Regions from separate parts of the Mus musculus genome. Here region 1 is linked to region 2. Evidence: chromatin contacts called from public promoter capture Hi-C data. All regions are on one chromosome and are shown on one strand. Each heading gives the region's core, a stretch centred on a gene start, on an enhancer-like site or on the middle of the called end of the contact. The rest is flanking DNA. Distances are from core to core; before and after follow the strand shown.

What was found. Promoter capture Hi-C pulls out the DNA fragments that hold promoters and counts their contacts.
Region 1: a contact with region 2 is called in a promoter capture Hi-C map of frontonasal cranial neural crest. The contact joins the promoter of Chek1 here to the promoter of 1700012B09Rik in region 2. A contact is called at or near these places in 3 of 39 promoter capture datasets (cranial neural crest, frontonasal cranial neural crest and maxillary cranial neural crest) and 1 of 9 other capture datasets (pancreatic islet).

What each region holds. Positions count from the first base shown.
Region 1 is chr9:36,725,343-36,728,596 of GRCm38.p6, forward strand. It overlaps Chek1 (checkpoint kinase 1), which reads right to left and starts at 1,316. Exons shown (of 13, transcript NM_007691.5): 1 at 1,221-1,316; 2 at 455-536. The coding sequence starts at 519.
Region 2 is chr9:14,769,687-14,772,898 of GRCm38.p6, forward strand. It overlaps 1700012B09Rik (RIKEN cDNA 1700012B09 gene), which reads right to left and starts at 1,344. Exons shown (of 4, transcript NM_029306.3): 1 at 1,153-1,344. The coding sequence starts at 1,282.

The DNA.
Region 1 (3,254 bases), core at 66-2,565, about 22 Mb after region 2:
GAAATTTGGTGTTTTACAGGCCTAGAAATGTAGCTCATGGCAGAGCATAAGCCCAGCATGAGTGATGCACTAGGTTCAATGTCTACCATCACAAAAGAGGAGGAACAGGTGTGGATGTGCTTCACTCACTCAGAGCCTTGATGTACAAATGCGAATATCCATGCTCTTTGCCACTTGAAATAAAGGACTTTTTTTAAAGTGTGTACTCAGACAACAGGTGGAAAACTAAAGCAAACAAACAGGTAATATTTAAATTAGGAAGACCATGGTAATGGCCAGGCAGGTTAAGCCTCTTGCTGTCAGGCCTAATGATCCCTCCAAACCTTCAACAGAACCAGCTCCTGCAAGTTGTCTTCTGACCTCCACAGGTGCACGCACCATAGCACGACAGACAGACAGACAGACAGACAGACACACACTGCAATAAAAAATTAAAATGAGGACTCAAACTTACTCTCCATAGGCACCTTCTCCCAAAGTTTGCACCAAATCCCAGTCTTCCACAAAAGGCACTGCCATGACTCCAAGCACAGCGACTGTAAAATGCAGGATCCCAGAAAATACTGGGGATGAGTGTAAACTCTCATCACCTGTAATGCCACTGAGCCATGTCTCCTGCTATGATTCCGCACGACTTTCTTTTCATCTTACATCTGAACCATATTTACCCACGTCATAATACTGAACTTGAACATTTTGTCCTGTTTATCACAAATCCTGTTTCCACGTTTGTCCTCCGTCCGCCTTTATGCAAAACTGAGCACTTGCTTGGCTCCAGGGTTGCAAGACAAGAGCTTTCGGGTGAATGATCCGGAAAGGGAGTTGCGGGCAGGTCAGGGTGCGGGGGTGGGGAGCAGCTGGGTGTAACTACGGTAATTACTGCCAGAGCAGCCCCTCCTCCCACCCGCTCACTTCCAATTCCCACCCCAACGGCACGTGTCCCCAGCACCGGGAGGGAACAGGGCGGGGCCAAGCCGCGGAGAGAAGCGGGAGGCAGGGACCCCTAGAGCCGGGAAAGCATGCGAACCCCGGAGCCTTACAATCGCTCTGGTCCCTTTATGCTGGAGAGCCACGGGCCACCCGCTCCAGCCCGGGCTCCGGGCGGCCCTCCCACCTCTCTGCTAGTCTGGACCACTCCCTCCCCGCGCCCGTCCACACTAAACAAGCCCTCTGGGTCCTTTGCTGGAGTTCTTTCCCACTGTTCAGGACGCCCTTCTCACCAAGCAGTCCTTTGCCAGCTGCCACAGGAATCCAAATGCACAGCTTTTCCCGCCAAAACCTGCTTGCGTCATGCTGTCGCAAAAGCGCACACCTCTGCCGTAAAGCGGGCCGGCGCGCGTTGTCCTATCCCAGGCTCTGCAGAGGAGCGACTTCAGTAGACCGACCGCGCAAGGACCCTTCCTTCTAATACTGGCTGAAATTCTGATGTGGCCGTAGTTAAGACACAAGCTGACCAGATTTGGTATTGACGACTGCTTTGGTGAGAACTGATCTCTGAGTCCGAATGAAATGGAAATGGCACGGGGCGTGTGCCACGCCTTACGTTGCTCCACAGAGGCACCGAAGCCTCCATCCAGACTGCGCCACCAGTTGGGCCAAGAACCCAGGTTCCCTGCCACTCAGAGCCTGCAAAGGCTGCACCGTTAAGTACGTAAACCGACCTGCTCTTGACCTCGGAGCCCCAGGGAGGAAGGCTCAAACTAAGCGACACAGAGTGCTCTGTAAACTCAATTGTGCCCCCCTTAGTATTCGAATTGAGAAGCTAGCAACTGCTGCTGGAATTCTGAAAAAAAAAAAAAAAAAAAACGAAGGAAAGCAAGTGTGGTGGTGCATGCTTGTAGACCTAGAACTTGGGAAGCGTAAGCAAGAAGATCTTGAGTTCAAGGCAATCCGAGTTATACAGGGTTAGTCTTACCAAAAAAAAAAAAAAAAAAACGAAGGGGAAAAAAAACCACATCGCCGCGGATGTGTGAGGGGAAAGTGCAGTGAGAGTCACCAATATTGCCTGAACAGGAGGCTCCAGAACCAGTTAAATCTTTTTTTTTTTTTTGGGGGGGGGGGGACACACGACTATTTGCCTGTACTAGCTTTCTTAAACAAGCACGGTGGCCCACCACACTATAGAGATAAAGCAGGAGATACCCAACCAAGATGCTCGCTTTCAAGAAAAAACAAACAGCAAAGTAGACTTAATGGTGACTCATCTATAACCTCAGTCTAGGGAGGTTGAGCCAGGGAAAGTGATTCAGGTTGGTCAGCCTGAGCCAAGGGTGTGTGAGTGTGTGTGATCTTATCTAAAAAAAAAAAAGGAGGTGGGTTGGGGAGCACAATCAATATTCCTTAACTAGGCTAGACTTATGGCATAATGGTAGAATGCCTGCCAAGCATACAAAAGTCTCATAATAGAGAAATGTCAATTCTAAGAAAAGGGACTTGGATACAAAAAATAAGGAAACAATGAAACCATGTGCTGGCTAGTCAAGTGCATTGCCTCTGAGCTACATCTCCAACTCCATGAAATCTAACCTGGAAATGTTTAAACTTAAACCATGTTATCAGTTTAGGGTTCGTGTAATTAAAAACAAGCTATTAGATTATTTCCATTTCTTTGTGATTTCCTGTGTATATTCTGAAATCTACAAGAGGTTGATTTAGTCTTTTTTTTTTTTTTTTTTTTTTGGTTTTTTGAGACAGGGTTTCTCTGTGTAGCCCTGGCTGTCCTGGAACTCACTCTGTAGACCGGCTGGCCTCGAACTCAGAAATTCACCTGCCTCTGCCTCCCAAGTGCTCTTAAATGGAATCTAGGTTCCTCTAGTCTTAAATGGAATCAATGTCTTATTTCCTGGAAAAGACACAGTATCAGAGTTCTGACTTGGAGAAGAGTGTGTATATGTGTGTGTGTGTGTGTGTGTGTGTGTGTGTGTGTTTATGTGTTTGTGTGTACACCTATACCAACAACAGGGAGGTGAATGTAGGAAGACCAGTTCAGGTTCACATTGGTTATATAGAAAGCTCAAAGATAACCTGGAATAAATTAAATACTGTCTCAAAACACCTAATGTGTCTGAATCGATTAAAAGAAAACTGTTCAGACACAGAGGAGTAACTGAAAGTGAAGAGAGGTGGGGAGTAGGAGGACTCATGATAAAACTCCCTAAAATTAGTTAGGAAGGAATAGTAGTGAAACGAGGCATAACACTTGCCTGTAATCACAGCACTTCGGAGGGAGATGGAGAAAGATCAGGAATTCAAAG
Region 2 (3,212 bases), core at 94-2,593:
ATTGATCCCTGGAGTCCCAGGCCAGACAGCCAGTCATCCAGCCATTCTAGCCTATCCTGCACGAAAACTTCAAGATCAGTAGTACATATTTTCTCAGTGAAACTTAAACCTGAGAAAAGAGAGCTGGAGTTGTCCTCTGGCCTTCATACATGCGCACACCATACACACACATACACACACGAGAGAGAGAGAGAGAGAGAGAGAGAGAGAGAGAGAGAGAGAGAGAGAGAGAGAGAGAGAGAGAGAGAGAAGAGGGCGCAAGCAGCGGGAGCCGCCAGATGCTCCTGTTAGTCCCCAGAGAGGCAATCAAGGAGGCTCTGAGCAGCCCTGGAAGCTGTTTGCACTCCTCCTTGGCCCTGTGTTTTCATCCATCTCCCTCACCAGCTGCTAAAGGATCAGGTACAGGACGCTACAAACCTGTTAGAAATATAGTTACAACTGCCTCAAGACAGTCTTTACTGATTTGAATATTGTTTGCATATTCCATGGGCAGAGGACATAAGAAAGATTGCATGTGAAATTCTAACCCAGGTAGTGATTTGGGGGTTTGGACTGCTGGAGGTGATTGTTGAAGGGTTTTAAGTATTTTGCCAGCCCTGGCTGACTTCATCTCCTTCCCCCTGCTCTGCGCCTTGGTTTTATGATCTGGGAAATGAAGGATGCCTTGTGAGGGGTGAGTGGTTCTTACCCTGCATCTCAGACAAGTAGGAGGGAGTGAACCCAGGTCCTGGAGGTCCTAGACAAGTGGTATACCACCAAGCTCTATCCCCAACACCATTAGATACATACCTCTGGGGTAATGTATTCATGGTTCCTTTAAAAAGCAATGCTGTTATCGACCAACTCAACTCAGTTGAGGATGATATCCAGCCCTTGGGCTCAGGAATTCTTGGTGAAGGGAAGATAGTCTCCTACATAGACGTTGGCCCGAGGAGATCCTGAGGGCCTAAGCTGTTCCCCATCCCTCCATGTCTGTCCCTGCTGTCACAGTAGCTTTCTGCTACTATTCTTACCTGCAAACAGCAGCTCTCCAGTTCTCCCCCAGAAACCTTAAGTACTCCAGCTAGCTCCACTTTGGGGTCTCCCCCCCTCCCCCGCCTTGTTGTCACTGGTCCCACCACTGCCAAGGTTTGAAGGTGAAGCTGAACTCACATTGTTGGCGAGACTCTTGGGGGCCACCAGGCTCAGCACGGGTGCGGCACCCCAGCCCTGCCGGCCTAGGCTGCTCCCCTTCGCGGCCCGCCTCTGAGGCTGTCCCTGCCAGCGCCTCCTGCCGCCTCATGCCACCGGGGTCTCCACGGCCTCTCAACTCCGCCACCGGCTGCTCTGGAACGCAAGGCGTCTGAGGTTGTCATAGTGACCGCAGATGCTCCGGGCCTCCAGGGCTCTGCCAATTTCCCACAGGCCCTGGGTGCAGGCAACAGCCTACCTGCTAGCAGGAGCCTTAATTCCTTAGCTACAGACCCCACGGAAAGGCCCCAGCTTTCTCAAGAGAGATGCTTCAGTTGTATAGCTGAGAGTCACAAAGGTTTGGAAAAGAGCCCGAGGCCACACAACTGTCACATGCGTGATTCAGCAAAGACTCCGAAGCCTCAAAGATTTGGTCACCACGTCCGGGTGAGTGTTAGGGTGGGCCACAGGAACAGGACCAGAAATTCCCCACTAGTCACTCATTCCATACAGTGCTTTACCAGTCACATCTAGACTTGGACATGATTCTCAACCAATTCATGTTGAAAATTCACAAGTTTGGGCTGTAAGTTACTAAATAGCTGTAGTTAGTTTACAAGGATTTTCGTACCCATAGTCTATGACAGCTCACAAAATCACCGATTTTTCAGGTGACAAACCCACAGAATTGGAAATGTGAGTCTGAAAATCGAGATTTTGTTCAAAGCAGTGGTTACCTCCGTCTCTCTTTTTTGCAGTCATTAAAAAAGTGGCACTGAGATTTTACAAAAATTAAATGTGCATTATCTTATAAAGTTAAATAATTCTACAGGGTTTTTAAAAAAAAAAAAAACAATTAAACAAATTCAGGAGACACCCTCCACAATATGTCTACTGTACCCTAGTGCCAACCACTTTCATTTTTGATTGATAATTTCCTGTAAAATGTGCAATCATTTAACCACATAAGTGGAGTAGAATCGTCTAGAAACTGACCTAACTATATGAGCACCAGATATAATAGAGGGAAGAAACTATTAAGCAGTGGAATTAGATGAAGTGGTTGCTCATCTGGAAAAAACTTGAACCTTGACTTCTAGTGAACAGTAAACTCAAACAGCAGCGTCTTAGGGTTTCCATTGCTATGAGGCACCATGACCAAGGTAAGTCATGTAAAGGCAAACACTTCATTGAGGCTGGCTTCCAGACTCAGAGAGTCCATTATCATCGTAATAGGAAGCATGGCAGCATTTAGGCATGGTGCTGGAGAAGGAGCTGAAAGTTCTACATCTTGATCCAAAGGCAGTCAGGAGAAGACTATCTTCCAGGCATCTAGGAGGAGGGCCTCTTCTGCAATGGGAGGAGCCTGAGCATGGGAGGAACCCTCTAAAGCCCACACAGTGACACACAGTGACACACAGTGACACACAGTGACACACTTCCTCCAACAAAGCCACTCTTAACATTACCACTCCCCAGAGGCCAAGCAAGTTCAAACCACCACAAGCAGATTAAGATGGATCATGGCCATAAAGGTGAAGCACCAAGACTTCTAGGCGATAACTATTGAACATGGCATGACCCTGAAGTTAGGAACAATTTCTTATACAAACAACAAAAGGCATTAACCATAAGAAAATGATAAGTTAGAGAACATAAAAATTAAGAGAGTCTCTTGATTGAAGTCAGCTATTAAGAGTGTGAGGAATCAAGTCACAGACTGGAAGAAAATTTTCTCAAAACACATTGGCCAACAAATAATGAGGACCCAGATTACATAAAGAACTCCTACAGATCAGTGTAAAGAGGGCATACAACTCAGCAAGAGATTGGAGAAAAATAGACAGATGGATACATGACAAAAAAGGAGATCCAAACAGCTGACAAGCACATGAGACATTGTCCCAAACTGTTACTCAACAGACCATGGAATGCAGTCTTCAAGGAGCTGTTACTTTCCACGTGTTAGAGTGGTTGCTTGCTAAACCAACAAACAGCAAACAGTCCAGCATCAGTCACAGGGGTTGGAAGGCGCATAGCAA